7 separate regions of the Mus musculus genome follow, and all the other regions are linked to region 5. The links are chromatin contacts, called in public ChIA-PET, HiChIP or PLAC-seq and promoter capture Hi-C maps. All regions are on one chromosome and are shown on one strand. The core of a region is the stretch at or near the end of the contact, and the rest is flanking DNA. Distances in the headings are between cores, read along the strand shown. Region 1 has its middle 48 kb from the start of Gm10754. Region 2 has its middle 33 kb from the start of Gm20110. Region 3 has its middle 9.6 kb from the start of Gm20110. Region 4 overlaps Gm8633 (predicted gene 8633). Region 5 holds the start of Atp2b1 (ATPase, Ca++ transporting, plasma membrane 1). Region 6 has its middle 120 kb from the start of Gm8633. Region 7 has its middle 140 kb from the start of Gm8633.

Evidence for each region. Promoter capture Hi-C pulls out the DNA fragments that hold promoters and counts their contacts. ChIA-PET counts read pairs in DNA pulled down with a chosen protein or histone mark. HiChIP or PLAC-seq counts read pairs in DNA pulled down with a chosen protein or histone mark.
Region 1: a contact with region 5 is called in an H3K4me3 HiChIP or PLAC-seq map of intestinal villus epithelium, with 5 read pairs. The contact joins the enhancer-like site here to the promoter of Atp2b1 in region 5. A contact is called at or near these places in 5 of 39 promoter capture datasets (the 3T3-L1 cell line, frontonasal cranial neural crest, hippocampal neurons and 1 more), 2 of 484 Hi-C or Micro-C datasets (adipose-derived mesenchymal stem cells and uterus) and 4 of 115 datasets of contacts at active chromatin or transcription factors (the NIH/3T3 cell line, forebrain, intestinal villus epithelium and 1 more).
Region 2: a promoter capture Hi-C map of liver shows a contact between it and region 5, with 2.4 times the contacts expected there. The contact joins the enhancer-like site here to the promoter of Atp2b1 in region 5. A contact is called at or near these places in 5 of 39 promoter capture datasets (the C10 cell line, hippocampal neurons, liver and 2 more) and 3 of 115 datasets of contacts at active chromatin or transcription factors (the NIH/3T3 cell line, large pre-B cells and thymic regulatory T cells).
Region 3: a contact with region 5 is called in an RNA polymerase II ChIA-PET map of memory CD8 T cells, with 10 read pairs. The contact joins the enhancer-like site here to the promoter of Atp2b1 in region 5. A contact is called at or near these places in 4 of 39 promoter capture datasets (the C10 cell line, liver, neutrophils and 1 more), 2 of 484 Hi-C or Micro-C datasets (CD8 T cells and cortical neurons) and 6 of 115 datasets of contacts at active chromatin or transcription factors (acute myeloid leukemia, bone marrow-derived macrophages, embryonic stem cells and 3 more).
Region 4: a contact with region 5 is called in an H3K27ac HiChIP or PLAC-seq map of the NIH/3T3 cell line, with 4 times the contacts expected there. The contact joins the enhancer-like site here to the promoter of Atp2b1 in region 5. A contact is called at or near these places in 2 of 39 promoter capture datasets (the 3T3-L1 cell line and hippocampal neurons), 1 of 15 datasets of contacts at CTCF or cohesin (the NIH/3T3 cell line), 7 of 484 Hi-C or Micro-C datasets (the C2C12 cell line, adipose-derived mesenchymal stem cells, cerebellar granule neurons and 2 more) and 5 of 115 datasets of contacts at active chromatin or transcription factors (the NIH/3T3 cell line, bone marrow-derived macrophages, neural progenitor cells and 2 more).
Region 6: an H3K4me3 HiChIP or PLAC-seq map of neural tube shows a contact between it and region 5, with 6 times the contacts expected there. The contact joins the enhancer-like site here to the promoter of Atp2b1 in region 5. A contact is called at or near these places in 4 of 39 promoter capture datasets (the 3T3-L1 cell line, 3T3-L1-derived adipocytes, hippocampal neurons and 1 more), 3 of 484 Hi-C or Micro-C datasets (cortical neurons and embryonic fibroblasts) and 2 of 115 datasets of contacts at active chromatin or transcription factors (the NIH/3T3 cell line and neural tube).
Region 7: a FOXA1 HiChIP or PLAC-seq map of pancreatic cancer cells shows a contact between it and region 5. The contact joins the enhancer-like site here to the promoter of Atp2b1 in region 5. A contact is called at or near these places in 6 of 484 Hi-C or Micro-C datasets (cerebral cortex, cortical neurons, forebrain and 2 more) and 6 of 115 datasets of contacts at active chromatin or transcription factors (the NIH/3T3 cell line, embryonic forebrain, neural progenitor cells and 3 more).

The regions. Positions count from the first base shown.
Region 1 is chr10:98,013,971-98,016,670 of GRCm38.p6, forward strand. No RefSeq gene overlaps it. Among named protein-coding and RNA genes, the nearest start is that of Gm10754, 48 kb to the left of the region's middle. Within about 2 kb of position 1,396, at least 14 of the 459 cell types and tissues checked have an H3K27ac peak or open chromatin away from gene starts, as enhancers often do. A contact at or near this core is called in intestinal villus epithelium, where this site is marked.
Region 2 is chr10:99,574,830-99,577,847 of GRCm38.p6, forward strand. No RefSeq gene overlaps it. Among named protein-coding and RNA genes, the nearest start is that of Gm20110, 33 kb to the right of the region's middle. Within about 2 kb of position 1,767, at least 21 of the 459 cell types and tissues checked have an H3K27ac peak or open chromatin away from gene starts, as enhancers often do. A contact at or near this core is called in liver, where this site is marked.
Region 3 is chr10:99,598,090-99,601,140 of GRCm38.p6, forward strand. No RefSeq gene overlaps it. Among named protein-coding and RNA genes, the nearest start is that of Gm20110, 9.6 kb to the right of the region's middle. Within about 2 kb of position 1,467, at least 65 of the 459 cell types and tissues checked have an H3K27ac peak or open chromatin away from gene starts, as enhancers often do. A contact at or near this core is called in CD8 T cells, bone marrow-derived macrophages, cortical neurons and 1 more, where this site is marked.
Region 4 is chr10:98,332,106-98,334,912 of GRCm38.p6, forward strand. All of the region lies in intron 4 of Gm8633 (predicted gene 8633), which reads right to left. Among named protein-coding and RNA genes, the nearest start is that of Gm8633, 18 kb to the right of the region's middle. Within about 2 kb of position 1,531, at least 82 of the 459 cell types and tissues checked have an H3K27ac peak or open chromatin away from gene starts, as enhancers often do. A contact at or near this core is called in the C2C12 cell line, the NIH/3T3 cell line, adipose-derived mesenchymal stem cells and 6 more, where this site is marked.
Region 5 is chr10:98,913,654-98,916,450 of GRCm38.p6, forward strand. Atp2b1 (ATPase, Ca++ transporting, plasma membrane 1) reads left to right here and starts at 1,499. Exons shown (of 21, transcript NM_026482.2): 1 at 1,499-1,718.
Region 6 is chr10:98,230,982-98,233,973 of GRCm38.p6, forward strand. No RefSeq gene overlaps it. Among named protein-coding and RNA genes, the nearest start is that of Gm8633, 120 kb to the right of the region's middle. Within about 2 kb of position 1,405, at least 6 of the 459 cell types and tissues checked have an H3K27ac peak or open chromatin away from gene starts, as enhancers often do. A contact at or near this core is called in neural tube and second pharyngeal arch cranial neural crest, where this site is marked.
Region 7 is chr10:98,211,804-98,214,759 of GRCm38.p6, forward strand. No RefSeq gene overlaps it. Among named protein-coding and RNA genes, the nearest start is that of Gm8633, 140 kb to the right of the region's middle. Within about 2 kb of position 1,583, at least 16 of the 459 cell types and tissues checked have an H3K27ac peak or open chromatin away from gene starts, as enhancers often do. A contact at or near this core is called in the NIH/3T3 cell line, pancreatic cancer cells and uterus, where this site is marked.

The DNA.
Region 1 (2,700 bases), core at 146-2,645, 900 kb before region 5:
GTAATGGTGGTTAGTTTTGGGGATAGAATGGTGGTTAGTTTTGACTCAGAATGGATCAAGAGAGGACTCTATACAACAGACTATAGTTAAGTTGAGTGGACATGTGAAATACATGTATTTCAATTGTCAATCCCGTTAAGGGAGGAAAGAAAAAGCTCATGTTGAAGCTTAATCCTCAGGTACAAGAGAGATTCAATAAAAATCACATAGTGCAGACAGATATGGGAAGGGATGAGAGATGGGATTGAGAATAAAGATGTGGCACACAAAACTCTTAAGGAACTCCCTTCCATTGTGTTTCACAATAGGGAATTTCCATAGAACTTAGTCCAGGACATCTGTAGCTTCACAGCCTGCTATTGATTGATGACATGTAATATAGTATATATGGTACACATTTTTGCAATACTATCCCCAAAACTAACCACCATTACATCAGTGTCCATATCCCTGACTGTTCTGATCTGTTTGTTAGTACTGAGCACATCCTCAGTATTATGACTGCTGGGTGGTTTTATGAGTCTCACCAGTGGACATAGCCTTGATCCTGCTTAGTTCTTACCAATTCTATTTCACCCGTAATCTTCCAACGGTGGCTTCTCCCTCTACTTCTGCTCTTGAAAATTCACATCTACAATCATGTCATTGAAAAGATCATCTTTCCCTTTAATATCAATAATGTCAAAATTAATTTTAGCAGATTGGATTTATATCTTGTTAAATAATTTATAAATAATTATGAATTTGATGCCTGTAGGCCTTTACTAATAGATATATACATATGTAAGAGAGTACTGTAGCCATGTATGTTTAAACTGATCCTTGCATGGGCCACTATTAAACGTCTTCATTACTCTGAGGTGTTGCAAATGCCTGGACGTAACTCTGATTAAGCACATCGTGACTAGAGCCAGTTTTTGGTGGTGAGGAGACAAGGTTCTGAAAAACCTCAGGCTTTCCACACAGACTGCATTTTGTGATGGCAGTGAGCATGCATACAATCAGAAATTTACTGAAGCTTGCGGGGGAGAGAAGGACAAAGGAGTCTGAATCCTGAGAACAAAACGTTTTTTTCCTGATGGATCTATCTCTTTTTTTAATGGCTGGATTGAAATGTAAACTTTGGAAGATTAATTATCTTACAATTCATTAAATCCTAGCAAGCCCACATACGCATTGTCTATGCAGACAGTTTCTGCCATAAATCATCATGTCCCAACTGTAATGAGGTAATACACAAGACGTTGCTACAGTTTTTATTGCTTCTTTCTGAATTCAGCAAAGTTAGAATGGCTCAATGAGCCTCTCACTAATTTGTCTTCCTTAGGTGTTGAGTCAATTCTCATTAAGCAGAAGGAGATTTGTGGACTCTGATCAAGCTGTGGATGTGGCCCGGACTTTGTCTTTCTTCAATGAGGGAAAAGTACCTGGAGTAAGTTCTGCTTATTGCCCGGTTCATCATTTCACTGTCTGCTGTCTCATTTCCTCTGCTTCTCTCCGTCCATTCCAATAGAGAGAATGCATTCCAGTCACTGCTTTGTAGCTGGTACTTTTAACTATATGCTACAAACAGAAACTTGCCTTAAAACCACTTATTTAGAATAAAAAGCCAATCATTTTCTTTAAACCGACTCTTATTTCCCAGAAGCCAATACCTGGCTGAACACTTGTAGACAAACTTACCACTGCTTTCAGTTTCTGCTTTGTTAGAGCAGCCAATTAGACCTGGTTGGTCACTCCCGTCATCCCGTTCTCTACCTGAACTTTGATCCCTGTGAACATTGTTCCCTGTAAAGTAGTCTAAACTTCAGTAAGCTAGCTATAAGATGACATTTAAAAAAATTTTTATTTAATCACTTTTTTTACACTTCTCATCCTGGTCCACCCTCTGACTGTTCCACATCCCTTACCTCCTCTCTACCCCCACCCTACCAGACCTCCCTACTCCCTGGAGCCTCAAGTCTCTTGAGGGCTAGGTGCATCTTCTCTGTCTGAACCGAGAGCTGGCAGTCCTCTGCTGTATATGTGTTGAAGGCCTCATGCTATTTGGTTGGTGGTGGAGTGTCTGAGAGATCTCGGGGTCCAGGTTGATTGAGATAACTGGTCCTCCTACAGGGTTACCCAGCTCCTCAGCTTCTTCCAGCTTTCCAGTAATTTAACCACAGGGGTCAGCAGCTTCTGTCCATTGGTTGGGTGCAAGTATCTTCATCTGACTCTTTGAGCTGCTTGTTGAGTCTTTTGGGGGATATCATGATAGGCCCCTTTTTATGAGCACTCCATAGCCCGAGTAGTAGTGTCAGGCCTTGGGACTTCCCTTTGAGCTGGATCCCACTGTGGGCCTATTGCTGGAGGTCCTTTTCCTCAGGCTCTTCTCCACTTTTGTCCCTGCAGTTTTTTCAGACAGGAACAATTATGTGTCAGAGTTTTTGACTGCAGGATGGCAACCCCATCCCTCACTTGATGCCTTAGAAGACATTTTTTTTAATGCTGATCAACCTCCCTGCCTATGATATTCATAATGTTAAGAACTCAGCATGTTTGAACATGTTAAAATTATAATAATAGCTAATGCCATATTTAATTTTGCATTGTATATTCCAAAAGAATATGGGATTAAAGTACACAGAGAGAAGGAAAAGTCATTTTGATGGTATGAACTATGTTTTTTTACATTGACTGGCAACAAGAGAGAGTTAGCAT
Region 2 (3,018 bases), core at 517-3,016, 660 kb after region 5:
GGTCCTTGTGTATACTAAGCATGGTTTGAGTCACTGATCTGTATCTCCATCCCCAGAATTAGGGCCATAGATTAAGGATACAGGGCCAGCATTCAAGCCTAGCCTGTTTTGTTAGTCTGATCATTTCACAGCCTTTTTTTTTTTAAATGTGGCAAAGACACATTTATTCATCAATTCTTCACTAGAGAGACCCCTTCTGAGCTATATTTTAAGGGAAGGAAATTCTAAGGGCATAATGTTAGTGAAGACTTTGTAGTTCCTGCTTTTTGTTATATATATTTTAATTCTTACTTTTGTTCTTTGTTTTGATTCAGGGTGTTGCTGTGTAGCTCTTGTTACTATGATCTCAAGAGATCCACTTTCCTCTGTCTCCTGAGTGCTGGGGTTAAGGGGGTGCCCCATCATGCCTGGCTTTAATTTTTCATTTTTAAGCCATATTAAATAAGATGTGATACAAATGAATTTGCAAATTTTCAGTAATGGAATTTCACATTACCATATTGCCCGTATTGGTATTTTGGTCCTCGTAGGATATGGGGCTGATCTCTTAAAATGAAGATTTTTTTTTTTCTGAATGAAATACAATCAAGGTTGAAGAGAATGCAAGGCACTTTCTCCATTGCTAGAATCAATGTCAACCTGACATAGGGGTCTTGTTTCCATGGCAACACATCAAGGCATTAACCGTTTGTTGCAGAGCTGACATGAAGACGAGAATTTCCATCTGGGTTTATTTGCTCTGTTACTCCTGTGCTTAGATCCTTCACTTTCTTTGACCTTCAATCTTCTCACAAATTAAAAGTAACCAGTTATTATTCCGCGTCCAGTGGAACTTCTTGTAATCTGGCAAAAGCGGTCAAATCTTGAATGAGCTCTGAGCTTCCCAGAAGAAGCTTCTCAATGGCTTCAAGTGTCTTTCCTTTGTTGCATGTTGTGATTCTCCTTACTCTGACCCCAGTGTTGGTGGCTAGACAGAAAAAAAGAAAGAAAGAAAAAAAGAATATTCTCTCCTCCCTCCAGTCTTTGCACCTGTTGTTTACATAAAAAGGAGGTGGGGGGAGAGGGTATATCCGGAGGCACAAGCAAGGCAGAAGAGTGATGGTGGCCCGGTTATGATGATTGTCTTGGGACAGCTTTGAAATTGAGCCAAATTCCCCAAGTCTCTTAACACCCATAGAGTCCAGTACGTTCAGTCCATTGTTTTTCTTTTTTTCCCCTTCCTTCCTTCCTTCCTTCCTTCCTTCCTTCCTTCCTTCCTTCCTTCCTTCCTTCCTTCCTCCCTCCCTCCCTCCCTCCCTCCCTCCCTTCTTTCCTTTCTTTCTTTCTTTCTTTCTTTCTTTCTTTCTTTCTTTCTTTCTTTCTTTCTTTTTAGAAATACTGTGCTTTAATGCTTTAGAAAGAAAAATCACATCTAGTGTAAAACAAAAGAATCTTTGGATTGGCTTACCTTTAAAATGATATGATAATTATGAGTAATATTTAGCAGGCTAATACATGCCAGGAACTGCTGTAACTGCTATTCTGTCCACTCATAGACTACAATGTTTACAACTCTTCCTTAGTTGAGATACAGGACATAAAATACATTTTTCCCAGAGCTTCAAGACAATGACCTGGCAGAGACCACTTTCACCTCCACGTAGCACGTGATCAGACTTGGGTAATTGGCCTCTCTCCAGTCTCCCAAAGTCTAGGTTTTCTGATACAATGCTTCAACCTTTCTGAGTCACGGATTTCTTATTTACTGGAATTGACAGCGTCACTCAGATCCAAGCCAAAACACTTGCCAAACAGCTTTTTGTTTGTTTATACTTCTATGTGTGCGTGTGGATACAGGTTAGGGAAAGTTGAAGTGGTTTTTGGATAGAGATTTTTCACTCTCATTAGTCATAATCATGGTGTGTGTGTGTGTGTGTGTGTGTGTGTGTGTGTCGCAGGACCAACCTTAAAGATGACTTATATAATGTTCATCTCCACAGTTGTTAAATTTAAATCATAAGAGAGAGATATATCTATGTATATCTTACATTATCAAAGGCCGGTAATATAACGCTCTTGTTAGTTCCACTCTACTGTAGTATGCATGATAAGGAATATTAGAACTGACTCTTGGGTTGAGTTTGGTTCAATACCAAAATTATGCTATTTTTTTTCCAGTTTGGAGTTCACTGTAAAGTTTCTGTGCATACTCACTTTTTGATAGGTTATATCCTGGTAGATGTAATTCCATGAACTGATTTGCTACAAATTATCCCACAGTAGAATCAAATCTCTATAAAAGAAAGTATTTTACCAGCACATTCATAATATGTTATTAAAGTTAAATAATAATAGTCCTCACAGTCACAATGCCATCAACGGCTACTAAACCTCCACTTAACACAGTGGCGAACTTAATGACTGCCATATTTCACAGTTCAGACACGATGGGAGTTCGAGTCCATCCTGGAACCAGTCTCCTGGACTGCAAAGACATACATGTTCTTAATAAAAATATTCAGAGAATCTTTAAATGTTTTAAGGGCCAGTAACAATTTAACATTCCTATTAAGATTTACATTACTAAATTCTCCGACGCTAGCAGGCAAATGCTGAACGATTGATAGTGTTTCTCTGCCCCCTAGTGGACTGGCTGCAGAATTGAACTGGCCAGCACACCATTCTTCAGGCGCAGTTGCCGGTGTGCTCTGAGGTCTAGATTCTGAGATCTGTATCTGATTTGACTCCCAAAGGGTAGTGGTGGAGGCAGATTAAGGTCAAGCCTCTAGTTGAGTGGTTCTCAGCCTTCCTAACGCTACGACCCTTTCGTACAGTTCCTCATGTTGTGGTGAAGCCCAACCATAAAATTTTCAGTGCTACTTTGTAACTGCAATTTGCTACTCTTATAAATGGTAATGTAAAATATCTGTGTTTTCCAATGGTCTTGGGCAACTCCTGTGGAATGGTCATTCAACCCCCAAAGGGTTTGCAGCCGATAGGTTGAGAATCAACCGTCTAGCGCAAAGGAATACGAACATG
Region 3 (3,051 bases), core at 217-2,716, 680 kb after region 5:
CAGCAATGGTTCAGTAGTAGCTGTGAATGGAAGTCCAACGATCTAGCAGTTACTCAGTCCCACAGGCAAGCAGGCAAGGGAGCAAGAGCAAGACTCCCTTCTTCCAATGTCCTTATATTGTCTCCAGCAGAATGTGTAGCCCAGATTAAAGGTGTGTTCCACCACACCTTTAATCCCAGATGACCTTGAACTCGGAGATTTAATCTTCTGGGATCTGTAGCCACTATGCCTCAAGGTCTCCATACCAAGATCCAGATCAGAAACTTCTATCTCCCAGCCTCCAGATAAGGGTCACTGGTGAGCCTTCCAATTCTGGATTGTAGTTCATTCCAAATATAGTTAAGTTGACAACCAGGAATAGCCACTACTGGAGGAAAGGGTTTATTCAGTTTATACTTCCACACTGCTGTTCATCACCAAAGAAAGTCAGGACAGGAACTCACACAGGGCAGGAACTTGGAGGCAGAATCAGAGGCCATGGAGGGATGTTTCTTACTGGCTTGCTCAGCTTGCTTTCTTATAGAATCCAGGACCATCAGCCCAGGGATGGCACCACCCACTGTGGACCCTCCCACGCTTGATTACTAATTGAGAAAATGCCTTACAGCTGGATCTCATGGAGGCATTTCCTCAAGGGAGGCTCCTTTCGCTGTGATAACTCCAGCTTTCTCAGGTTGACACACAAAACCAGCCAATACAGTATGTCACTAGCTTTAGGTGCTCAAGCCAGGCCCTATGTCACTCTCTGTTCACGCTGACTTTGAATACAGATGTAGAACTCTCACCCACTTCCTCAGCACTGTGTCTGCCTGCATGCTGCCATGCTTCCTGCCATGATGACAATGGACTAAACTTCTGAAAAGTAAGCCAGCCCCAATGACATGTTTTCCTTTATAAGAGTTGCTGTGGTCATAGTGTCTCTTCACAGAAATAGAAACCCTAATACAATGACCATACGGATGCCTTGCAACTTAATGGAACTCCAGGGATAGGCAGGCAAATCAACAGATTTTTAAAATTTAATTCACCCTTTCATAAATTATAGGCATGTTAAAACTTAGCAGAGATATCAGATAGGTTAAGATGATGTATTAATATTAGGTCACAACAAACATGTGGGAGGATTCTTTACTCACAAAATGAAGAACAAACATTTCCTGGAATACATTTTACACACACACACACACACACACACACACACACACACACACACACACACGAAGCCATCAAAGAATAGAACTTTAGAAGACCAGTATCCCATAAGGTAAAGAGTATTTTCCTCTCAAATTCCTTTTTACGAATGTCAAAGATATACCAGTAAACAGAGGCTCACAAGAAAACACATTAACTGGCCCTTCTCTTTCTAAACATGACTATCGCTTACTAAAGACAGTGGTATTGAGCAGAGCCATGACAGCTCCTTTGAGAGATTATAAGCACCATTGTAGTTTTAAAGGAGCACAGATGGGTGTTGGGAGCCGCCCCCACATTCGCCGTCACAAGATGGCGTTGACATCCTGTGTTCTAAGTGGTAAACAAATAATCTGCGCATGTGCCAAGGGTATTTACGACTACTTGTACTCTGCTTTTCCCGTGAACGTCAGCTCGGCCATGGGCTGCAGCCAATCAGGGAGTGATGCGTCCTAAGTGAAGGGTCACTCCTCCTTAAAGGGGACGGGGTTTTCCGCCATTCTCTCTCGCTGGCATCTCTCTGGCTCTGCGCGCCCTGCGCTCGCTCGCTGCCTAAAGATGTAAACAATAGAGCACGCTCTGCGCTTTGGCGCGCCGGAGCTCTGGCTCCTAAAAATTATTTGGAGGGGCTTTCGTTTTTGGGGCTGGGCGCTGGGCGCTTGCTCTCCTGGCTCCCAAAGATGTAAGCAATAAAGTTTTGCCGCAGAAGATTCTGGTCTGTTGCATCTTTCCTGGCCGGGCGTGAGAACGCGTCTAATAACAGATGGGTTTGCCTAGCATTTTGGGGGGCTCTGTGTTCAATTTGGAGGCACTCTGTTCTTGTGAGTCTTGGCTGGGTAGATCCAAATGAACATTTGAACATGATTGCGATTCCTCAGCAAGGGTCCCTAAAGTTAATTGCCTTTTCTTATGTCTCTAATAGACAGAACTGACCTTTGTGCCGGTTTCTGTTTGGGACTCAAGAAAGCAAAGGAAGGCTTACAAATCTGTTGTATTCACAGGAGAGAAGGGAATGCCGCGCTTTCCTTGGAATCCCTCCTCACATTGGATGTACTAGTTTAATTGAGCCAAGACTCAGTGATTTTTGGCAAGTTAAAAATATATATCCAATTTGTCTGTGAGGAAGAGCTGAGGGTAGCCCTGAAATTAGCAGTGATACCCAGGCATGGTGAATCTAAGTATGTGCATGTCAGGGCCTGTATTTTAATGCCATATTCCCATTATTCTTGAGAGACAAGTAATGTCATCAAATAAATAGTGCAGAGTATCTCTGAGTGTTATTTTACAAATGGGAAAACTGAGAATCAAGAACATTATCTAACCTGCTGTTGTCACCGGGTCTTTAGATTAAATCAAGTTTCTTTTCACCTAAACCTATGCTCTTCTCTCTTTTAAATCTCTCACACGCCTAGGGTGACAGTGCAAACCGGAGAGGGTCCCAGATTACATTTTAAAGCTCAAGTGCTTGCCCTGGCCGCACTTGCCATATAGCTGACTCAACTTCCCCCAAACAAGATTTTTCGTGTATCTAAAATAAGGCAATGAGATTTGTCTTATTGTTCTATTTCTGTGAAGAGAGACTGTAACCAAGGCAAGTTTTAAAAATGGCATTTAATAAGGGGCAGGGGCTTGGTTACAGGGTTAGGGATTTAATCCATGCTTAGCATGGCAGGAAGCACAGTGCCAGGCAGGCACAGTGTAGAAGCAATAGCTAAGAGCTTATATTTCAAACTCCGGGGGGAGGCAGAGAGAGTGAGACTGGTCCTGGCATGGGCGTTTAACACCCAGAAGTCCACTCCCAGTGACACACCTCTTCCAGCAAGGCTATACCTCCTAATAGTTTGTAAACAGTCCAGCAGC
Region 4 (2,807 bases), core at 281-2,780, 580 kb before region 5:
GCAAATAAAATCAGAGTATTCAGACAGCCGTATAAATAATTCTGAAAATATAAAAAAGGGAAATCAAAATGTAGTTCTATAGAAATCTGAATCCATTTGATTTATACTCCTACACAAAAAAATCACACTAAAGAATGTTATTCTGTACTCATACTTAAGAAATCAAAGTTGCATTTCACATAAAATACAACAGGTTTCATGTTAGAGATGAAAATATGGCTTAAAGAAATATATTAGATAATAACAAATCAAATAAATACATGTGCATATGTATGCATACACATCTATATGAGACTGTGATGTGTTTATGAATGTGCCATTGAAATTTAAAAAAAAAAAACAACCTGAGCCAATTAGGTTAGATAAGTTTGTTCTAACACGCCTCTAAATGCACCTTGTTTTAGTCAATACATTTAGCTATCTAAATCTTTAGAAAAGGACTACCTGTCCTAACATGTGTGTCTAACGTACCCCCAATGTTTTGCTCAAAGACTGACATTGCTCCCTCCTAAGCCATCTTGATACTTTGCCAACACATTTAAGGCAGCCACTTTCCACTTCCTAAAAGCTAGCACACATAGACTGTTAAAGTACCCAGAGCAACATGACCAGTGTCGAGAGAGCCGTGTGAGCTGTTAAAAGGTTTGCACTTCACTCCAGTCATGCAGGACCTGAGTCCAGAAACAGATTGCAGCTTATGGCTACGAGTCATGGGTAAGCTGGTGAGTCAGGCTGTGACCAGGATCGAAAGGCTTTATCCTTACATATGTTTCAAGCTGCAATGAATAATAAGCCTGCAGCATTGCCCTTTAGCTCCATTTCCCAACTCAGATGTGAATGATCTAATGTCTTTTCTGGCATAGCTCAGAGGTCTGTTGGTAACAAGTCTGCATTGCTGAATGTGTGCAATTTAAGCTATCAGTTGCTTTTGTCTTGGTTAGGCTTTGCCCATCTGATCTGCTTAGGATTAAGAGCTAGCAGAGTCAAAAGAGGTTGTTCAAACGATTAGAAATGTAAAATCTTATACGTGAAAAGTATCTGCCCATAAAGCAGAGATAAATGGTTTGATAGTCTCTCAGACATTCTTTGAATGCATTTCCTAAATGTGTTACTATAGAATGTACTTTGCAAGATCCTAAAACAAATGGACATTATAGATTCTGTCAGACTTTGAACATTTCTCAAGACAGTATCTTCATAGTCTTAATTTACTGATGTAGTAATTCAGTTACTTTAAAAAAATAATAAGAGCTATTGTCATCTTATACCAGGTATGCTGCAATTAGGATGTCACCAACAACTTTGCAGAATCCCATGTGACATATTCCCACCTAGATTCCAGAAAGTAGAGAGTGTCCTTGGGTTGGGGGTGGGTGTGAAAATCACAGGATTTTCTTAATGTTTTCATTCAGTAACCAAAACCATCTAGTGACTCATGTTATTGAAAAACACTCTGCTAAAGATGGCTCATTGCATTACTATTCAGCAAAGTCCACAGAGGCCAAGAAAGGCTGTCCTTAAATATCCGGGCAACTTTCCACAGAGGGTGAGAAACCCCACCCATCCCATAGATTTGTTCAGCCAGGTCCTGGGATGTCACTGGATAGTTGAAAGGATTTCACACGGAGGCCAGGGCATCCACAAGCCTTTGAAGAGGGCCCAGCTGTACCTGCTGCCCGGAAAGCTCACATAAGTGAGGGCTTCCGGTGGCTTGACATTCTCTCCTCAGGATTAGTGGAGACTCAGCTTTGAGCCATGGCTGGGCCTTCCTCGGTCCTAAGGGCAGAATGGAGCAGGGACAACTGAATGTTTGCTAACATAACTGCCATCTGCCACTGTTAAGTCTTATGGTGACAGAGTGCACGTTAATGCCAGATAGACTGAGAACATTCACCATCTGCTCATTGCCCTGAAATAAAATGAACTGGGTCATCTGGATTTGGAAGCCTCACTGGAATTACCGACATCTATTCCCAAAGTTAAGGATAGAAATTTTCCCCCAACTTTACATTGTCCAAGTCACTCAGAGAATTATTTTCTTATAGTAGGAAAATATAATTAGATAATAATTTATATATTAACAACAAAGGGTTTTCTGACACTTGAATTATTATATCGGTAAGCAGCGTTGTTATACATCAATATCCATCTAAATCCTTCTACAGGAAAGAGCAATACTAAATTAGAGATGATGATAACGCTTAACAGATAAAGAAACTTGCCCCTGGGATTCAAAGCCTGACCTGCTGAGTTTGACCCTGGAACCCACAGGAATGGAGGAAGCATGGCAGAACCGTCCTCACACGCCTGCACATGCTCCATGGCAAGCACCTCACATAACTAACACAATATACCTATACTTGTAATCTACATCTATGTCTACACCTATACCTATAATGCATATCTATATCTACATCTATATATCTTAATGACATATGTTCAAGTAGAGAATAAAAAATACATGAACCTTGTTGTTAAGCTAATTAAAGGCTTAGTTCTTTATTTCTAAGTACAGAGCAGAAGTAAATTAATAAAGAATTTCAGCCATCACACTGCAGTTTTAGGATTTAACTGAACCAAAATAGTGAGGAAATATTTTCTTTCCCTCAAGAGAGTGAAATAAAAAGGTAATTCTACTTCTACACTGTGAAATCAGCTCCTGGTTTTGTGTTTTGTTTTGTTTTGTTTTGTTTTTAAACTTATATCTCTCACCTACCAATCAACACTTCTCCTCTGTTCTGATATCTGCCAGTCTAGTAACAGACAAGTTCACTAGCTAGGTATTTAGGTTGGATCTCAGCTGAATA
Region 5 (2,797 bases), core at 249-2,748:
TACTGCACGGTACTCTGCATGATTTTTTTTTTTTTTCTTGTTCCTTTCTCCTCGGGAAAGATGAGGGCAGGATTTAAGTATTATGAATTAAAGACCCACTAGCTCGCCACAGGTAGGAAAAAAAAAAAAAAAAAAAAAAAAAAAAGCAGCAGCCGCAGCAGCAAACCCAAAAGAGAAACACGAGGACTTCAAGCGGACCTTGCGAGGCCTGCTTGCACCGGCTAGAGGACACGGTTTGGGCGCTGCAGCGGGGATCCCCGGTGTCGGTGGCCGGGCCAGCGCGCCTACAGGGCGAGTGGGCTCTCTTCCCAAAAGGGAAGGCACTTTGGCTGTCGGGCGAGTGCGTCACCGTCCGGGACAGGAGACAGGTCCGCTAGGGAGTGGGCGCCGAGCCGCTCTCCCGTCCCGTGACCCGGCATCGCCTCCACCCGGGGGCGACTCGAGCGGGACCCCAAGTGAAGGGCGTCCCACTGCGGCGGCACTCGTCGCTCTCCGGCTTCCTCACGTTGCAGGAGCCGCCGGGCCGCGCGCCCAGGCACCGGCGGTGACGGACGGAGTCACCGCCCCCTCCTCCCCCGCCGCCCCCTCCCGCGGCCCTCCCCGGCCCCGACACGTCATGGAAACACAGACGTCAGAGCCCCGACGGCCAATCGGAAGCCGCCGCAGGAGGGGAAGGGAGGGGGCGACAGCGCAGGAGGGGGCGGGGGCAGCCGGGAGCCCGGCGCGCAGGGAAGGAAGAGAGGGAGGGGCGCGCGGAGGCGCGAGTCGCCCGCCCCGCACTACAGGCCACCCTTTCCACACCGCGCGCTGCAAGTTCTGATCCCCGCCGCCTCACCCCACCCCGGGCGCGCGCTCGCCAGGCGGGGCCGCGCTCGCCGGATCCTCCCCTTAAACGCCCTCTCCGGGAAGCGCCAGTCCCGGTCCGAGCGGCGCTACCTCCGCTCGTGCGCGCGCGCGCGCCCGCCCGCCCGCCCTCAGGCTCCCCGCGGGCCGCGTCACGTGACCGCGCCCAGCCAAGGCGGCAGCGGCGGCCGCGCGAGCATCCGCAGCGGTGGCAGAGGCAGCGGGAGCAGCTGCGCTGCCAGCGTGGAGCGGGAGGCGTGGAGGTGTGGAGAAGAAGGGAGCGTCGGACCGGAACGGGTGAGCGCCCTCCTCCCCCCTTGCCTGCTCGGGCGGTCTCGCGGGTCACCCGGTGCACACCGGGCCCCTGCCCCGGAGCTGGCCGTTGCCCCTTGAGCTCCGCGTCTGCGGACCGGTGTCCCCGGACCCCGCCCCGGGTTGCACCCCGCCCGTTGCTGCTGCTGTTGCTGCTGCTGCGGACGCCGGCGCGGGGCCGGTTGAGCTGCTGTGCCGAGCGCGGCGCGCCCTGAGCGCGGCTTTGCGGAGCGGAGGAGGCGGGTCCTGCGGGGACGCGAGCGGCCACTCGGCGGCCGCCGGGCTCTGGGCGGGGGCCGGCCGGGCGCCGCCTCCTCCTCCTCCGCCGCCGCCTCCTCGCGGTGCAGCGTGAGTAGGGAGCCCCGGCTGGTGGACGCCGAGTCTCTGGGCTCCGCCGCCGCCGCCTCCTTCCCGAGGTGCAGCCGCACCTCCGCGTGGCGCCCCGAACCCAGCGAGCCGGCTGCGGGCACGTCCCGCGACCCCTCGCCGCCATCCCCCGGACCCACCCGCCTAGCTTTCCTTGATTCTTCCCCTCGGAAAAAATGGTTCCCGCTGCGGGCGAGGTGAGTGGCGGCCGGTGGCTGCCCGCGGCGGGGGCGGCCACCTGCGGGGGAGGCCGGGTGGGGCGCGCAGGGCGCGGCGGGGGTCCTGACAGCTGGGCGCGGGGTGGAGCGCGGCGGGTCCCCGCGAAGTTGGCGGCGCCGCCGGGGTTCGCTCCTGCTAGGAGACCGTAAAGGTGAGGAGGCTTCCTCTCCGCGCGCCTCGGCGCCGGGTCCAGCTCGGAGTCGCCGTCCCGGTGGCTTCTCGTCTACACCCGAGGGCTCTCGGACTTCGCGGGGCTGCCCCTGCTGCCGCCACAGCCCATCTGAACACCGGTCGCCCCTACCCCGGCATGTGGTGACCTTGAGGGCAGCGGTGCCCCGGCACTCCCTCTTCCTGCGACCCGGGAGGGTCACCCATTTAATCCCTGGCTTGGGCCCCCGGGAGGTACTGCCCGTGCAAGGTGAAGGTTTGTCGTCGGCCCCCCGGAGAGGATGGTGTGATAGATGCCTGTCAGACAGGACGGTGACTCCCGGGGAGTTGAAGAGCCGCCTGGACGCTCTCTTCAGGTCTTGAGTCTGGCCCCCCAGGATGTTCACGGGTGCTTCCGATTCATGTTTATGTACTTAGTTTAAAAGGGGGAAAATCTGCTCTGTCCTCGGAAAGGGTCAGTAAGAAAGGAGGGTGGCATTCCTATTGCGGGGGTGGGGGGGGCGGAGGTGGCGGGGGCTTCTTCTCTATTTCATCTTGCAGGAGAATTTTGTGTCTTAGCTAGTTAGCGACCCCTGGGTCTGCGCCTCGGTCTTTGCCCAGGTTGGTCTCTGCACATTTCAGTCACCAGTTTACTGCGGGACTCTAGCATTGGGAATGCTTTTGCTGTTGCGGTGATCGGACCCGCAAGGGGAAGCTGGGGCTGGTCTGCGTGGGTAAAAGGGTCTGCAGGACCTTGGTAAGGACGCGAACCTCCTCGGTAGGCTGTTTTTTTTACCCTTCCTAGGGGTTAGAGCGCTGCAGACAGCCACCTTTGGCTGCTATGCATGCTACTTTTCTGGGTTTATTAATAATCTAATGACTCCTGTCGGTATCGATTGCTGTTCCTGAT
Region 6 (2,992 bases), core at 155-2,654, 680 kb before region 5:
TGCACAGCCTTTGTGCTACAGTTACCAGTGAAAGCTTTGAGGTGCAATTCCCAAGTCATACCTCAGCCACATGAGCCAACATCTCTGAGCAGTGACTCCAACCTCAATATTACGATATGCCATAGTCCTCAATGATCCCCCCACCCCCCGCGCCGCAAAAAAAAAAAAAAAAAAAAAAAAAAAAAAAAAAAATTCAATGTGAGGCTGACTGAGAATCAATTGGCTATCCTCAGAACTCAGTTTGTGATGAGGCAGCAAAATTAGCATCAGCGGGTTAGAAATGGAGAAATGTATTCAACACCTATAGGCCAGAGCTAGTACTCTTCTAACCTCCTCATACAATTCCCTTGTGATGAACCTGAGCAAATGTCTAGTGCTAACAAATTCTTGCATTACATTTGCCATGTAAGTGTTTCATCACAACCCTGAACCTTAGTGGAGTTCTGTGGACCTTTATTGACAGGAAGGAGTGAACAATGAGTAAATAGAACAAAATTTCATTCACTACTAATGATGCCTGAGGAACGGGAGGTACATCCTTGTTTATTTTTCTTCACGGATAGAATTTTGATTTTACAGATATGTTTAAACTTAGAAAACAAGCATTTGCTCTTCTTATGCCAACTTAATTGACTGGTTGTAGCTGGCTGGAGAAATGCTATTTTTAAGATTGCTTTGGCTAGAAAGAGACTGCTCAGATAGAATAGCTATGTTTCAGAGAAATGACAGTTGAGCTGCATATTGTGAAAAGCCGCTCTGGATTGCCTTATTCAGCATTAACTCTCATAACAGAGGGTACCCATTCTAGAGTCTGATGAAATGGATTAAGGGTACCTTCCTATAACACACCCATTTATTAACTCACTCATTCTTGCACAGATTCATTCACTTATGGATTCAAGTACCCGTTTTATGTCCCAGATACTTACTGTGCTGGATGCCAGACTCCTATGTAATAAGGGTCACCTTACCTTTCAAAATAAACATGTGGCAGCCTCCTGAGACTCCAAGAACAAAGCTCTTCACATCACCATCAATCACGCTCAAGGCTGATGAGGGAACTGGTTTTACCAGACGGTTTTGATTATCCCATACTGCTGAGCAATACTTAGCAGGAACCCATGATATGATGGTTCATTCAAACAGCCTTTTGCTCAATTGAGCAGAGCTGCAGAATTAGAATCCTTGTGACCTTCATAAAAGCTTTTACAAGTAGATTTAGTTTGAACACAAGTTAGAAATAGTTAATTCATTTTAAAACCATAACTTAATATGCTGCTCTCACACAAATCTTACAATAACAAACTATTTAAAGGATTATGGTTTCTTTTCTTTTCACTACAAAAGGAAAATATCTGTAGGTGGCTATCATCGAAGCCCCGAGTGAGGAAGATTTTTCCACTTATATTTCTTTTAGTAATAAAGAGCTGCTGGAAACACTGTGGAGATGTTGTTTGTTAGTTATTGTGCCAATATACCTGGGCTTTATTTCAAACAGTGAGTGATTCCTTTGACTGTTTTCAGCCAAAAATAGAGTTACTCAGAAATTGCATGAATACCTTCCAGCTCATAATTGCCAGGTTCCGGTCTGAGATTTTAGTCATCAAGTTTAAGTTCTTTTAGTTTCTTTGAATCCTAAATTGACGTAACCTTCATTTTCTTCCTTGCCAGCAGCAACTACCCACTCCTTCCTTCATCGCCCTTGGGACACACGGGGTGGGGAGGTGGGGGGATGGAGAGACACGGAGACAGAGAGACAGAGGAAGACAAATAGAAAAGTGTACTATCATAATGTATTACTCATAAAAAGCATCTTACAATGATACAGTGATGAGCAATTTCTGATCATAAAGCTTCAATTTGAATGAAATTGCTTTATCACCTCATTAAAAATTCCGTTTATTTCGTGAAGTAGTGATCTGTTCAGAATTGTCATTATAGAAAATTATCTTTAAGTCCAGGGTAAATGCATGCAAACTGAAAAGAAACTAATTTTTTTTCATGTTACTCTTAAAATGTCTGAAGAAGATAGTTTAGGAAAATTACTTTTGGTAAACAGAAAAACTGTACTTACAATTCCATCTGCCTTTCTACCTTTGTATACTTTCATCTTTTCCAAAATGAACACACAATGCACTTATTCAATATTGAGATATAAAAGAGGAACTCATATATATTCAAAATATAACCTGTACAAAATAAGAGGCCACCTAGAATAGATAAAAATGTAATTTATGAAAATTGTAATATTTAAAATCAATATGACGACTCAGCAAGTGAAGACATTTGCCACCACATTGGAAAACCTGAATTTGATCTGTTGAAGAAATATGAAGGAAAGAGAGTAACTTATAAAAGCAATTATTTGCTTGTTTTGTTTATTTGTTTTTTGAAATTGTCACAGTAAACATGCTGGACTTTTTTGCTCAGAAAATCAAAAACAGTCAAATCTCTGTATGTTTCTGTTTTATAAACAGGATGAATGGTATTTATTCACAGAGAGAATGTAACAACACAGTGCTCATTTATTAAATGGCCAATTTCTAACATCAAAATTTTGTGTCTTTAGCCACAAATCCCGTATGGATGAAAACACTGGAAGAGTATTGCAGGAAACATTCAACTACTAGGAGTGCCATGAAAGTGATGGAGATATATTTGCCATAGTCAAATTTTTATTATTATAGCAAAATTTCTGTCAGAAACCATTTTACATGGGCTCATGGTTTCATAGGGTCGGCGTTTAGCTATGTGGCTCCATAGCATTGTGGTTCTACAGCAAGACAGAACATTATGACAGCTGGAAGGTATAACAAGAGCTGCTTATTTCAAGAGCTGCCCTCATTGGCCCTGTTCCTCCACCCAGATCCCACCTTTGAAGATCTCATCTAGCTTAAACTTACCAGTGAATCCAGTCATTCATGAGGTTACAGTCCAACAACCAAATCCCCTCTTACTGGCCCCACCATATAGGCATGAAACTTTGGACATT
Region 7 (2,956 bases), core at 333-2,832, 700 kb before region 5:
CCCAATGGCACCCATGAAAACCAATCGAGGTAGCAAAGTGTTACCTGCCTTGACAGTCCTGAACAATCCAAGAACTTTATCACCATGAATAGCTTATGTATGAAGCCTTACCATAATGTGATTGCTTAAAGACAAACAAATATTATATGCTGCGTATATGAAAATAGAATATACATTTTGAGGCATGTGTCTCTGTGTGTGTGTGTGTGTACATTTATTTATATATTGTGAGCACAAGTGTGTGAGTGTATGTGGGTGACAGAGATTGATGTGAGGGATGGTTTTTAATAACTCCTCACCTTACATATTAAGACATAGTCTCTCCCTTGATCTCAGAGCTTGCTGATTCAGCTAGTCTAGCTAACCCTCTTAATTCAGGGATCTTCTGTCTCCACCTTCCAAGCACTGGAATGAAAGGTGGCTGCGAGAACTTCTCAGCACTTACACGGGAGCTGGAAATCAACTCTCCTATTCTCATGCTTATACAGCAAGTTTGCTTTGTTTGTTTATTTGTTTTGTTCGTTTGTTTGTTTGTTTTTACCACTGGGACCTCTCACTAGCCCTACAAATTCTTATTCATAACTAGGTGATAGATACCTTTGCTATACATTACATTTAGACCGTATTAATAAAGTATTTCCAGATCGTTTTGTCGCATTGTTTTCACTGTCAAGAACAACTCAAATTTATAACTCACAGCTCTTGACTAGAGGTCCCTTTACACTGAAAGCTGATGCTAAATTGTCCAGAATCTGCTCATGAAAACAAAAACCTAAACATTGCTACTTACCTGGATAGATTATTGTCGAAACTAGCATTTTATCCTCCATTTTTTTTGGTTAGAATCTATCTGGCTTGCCTGTCTGTGGCATTCACTGCTTGATGAGTTATTTTGGTTTTCATTATTTTTTTTTCAAATCATCTTTTTAATATACCATATCATTTGCTAATTTTAAGCATGCCATTCAGTTATAGTAACTTTATTGTCATACAGCCATCACCACCATCTAATTGTAAAACAGTTTGATGTCTCTGCAAGGAAACCTTATGCCATTTTCAGTCACTCTCCGTTTCCAACTTCAGCACCAGAATATTACTCTGCTTCTGTCTCCAGGGACTGGCGTTTTCTACAGAATTCTCACAAACCGATCATGCAGTCTGTGATGATTTTCATCTGACTCTTGAGAAAGCCTTTAACTAGCAACTTTAAAATGACAGTAAAAAAGCATTACTCGAGAGTGACTCATTCTTCCTCGCAATTTTTAGTTCCACCCATTTGATTAATAAACACAAAGTGCCAAGCAAAGATAAAAGCATGCTATTAGCCAAAGAATTTTATTTAGGACTCCAAAATAGATCCAGTTCTTTTCTGTTTTACTTTTCAGTGTAGCAGCATGGATTCGTTCTCCACACCCACGCCTCACCACCAGAAATGGATGTTGACTCTTTGGAGCTCCAAAGATAAAGAATGAAATCCTGTTTCTTCCCTACATTTCACTTTCCCAAAAGACTATAGTCAACAAAGATATATGATCGTTTAGCTTCACTGAAATGGAATTTAGGCCCCACACACAGTAATCTGGACCATGGAGCTTAGCCCAGCATATGACAATGGTCTCACAATTCAGAACTGAGCCTAACCAGGCCACAGAGTCAATACAAGACAAGACCAAGATAAGATAAAGAAATAAAGAAAGCACTGAAGAAAAAAAACTTTAATTTCAGCCACATGTTTATAATAGTGTGGTTTTTAACCACATCTGTGAAATGCAATTTATGACACTGTGTCTCCCACATTCATGGCAGGAAGTCATGATGAATGTATACATGTCTGTGTTTCCAACAGTAACACAGGATCTTCATGTATGGTAGACAACTGTATGGTGGTATTTCCAATAGTCAGGAAAAATAGTAGAGGTGTCTGTTTAGTTTGCATCTCACACATGCAGTATAGTGTTCATAGCCTCACCTTCGAATCTTGCATTGCTAGCCACTAAGATGAACTGATCTATTATGAATATAACAAGGAAAATTAACTAAAAGCAAAATTTGAATGCCTTAAATTCTTCTGTGTCCCATATTCTCCATCATCACTAGCCTTGCAAGTTGCTACAGGTTTTAGATCATGTACACATCTATGGGTACAGGGATTCCTTCAAAAGTACACTGAGGGATGGCAATCTAAGTAAACACTTGTAGCAGTCATCAGAACATTGCCTTCCTAAATTGAGGAAAACAATGATTCATCATATACAGACACTAGGTAAGAAATATAAAGGAAAAGAAGATTCAGCTGTAGGAGTCTGTGCCATAAAAAGGTTACCAAGGGCAAAACTGCATGCAGGGGAAGGTAAGTACAAGGGGAGAGGTTCACTTTTCAAAACAAGCCCAAAATAGGTATTCATTTTAATCTATTCGGGGAGGCTGGACTTTTGGAAAACAATTTCCTCTCACTATTGTTTGTTTTTATTGTTTTGTATTTTTTGTCATTCTCAAATCTCATCTCTGCATATACCACTATACAATTTGCTTTACATACTATGGTGTAAACAGGATACAGGAAGAGTAACAGAAATAAACTAAATATATGGACATGTGCATTTGTTCTACAGGACCGTTAAAGCTCCAGGAGTGAGTGTAGAGAGTTTTTAGGGAAATGAATTTGCTTTTCTATATCAACCTGCTCAAAAGATCTGTAATCATAGCACAGAAGTCTCTGTGCTTTTTAGCCTCAGACCAGATCTCATTCATTGCAAATTCCTGCACAAAGTTTTCTTCAAACTTGAGGAGAGTCTTCTTGCTAGCATGCCCTGTATTTATCTCTGATGTTTCATGTTAAACACTGTGTCCTTTGAGTTTAGCTCTCCAGCTTTTAAAATCTACACAGACATATTAAACCCAGGACCAGCTCAACAGCACCAGGCAGAATATCTAAACAAAGTCTCTCCATTTCCCC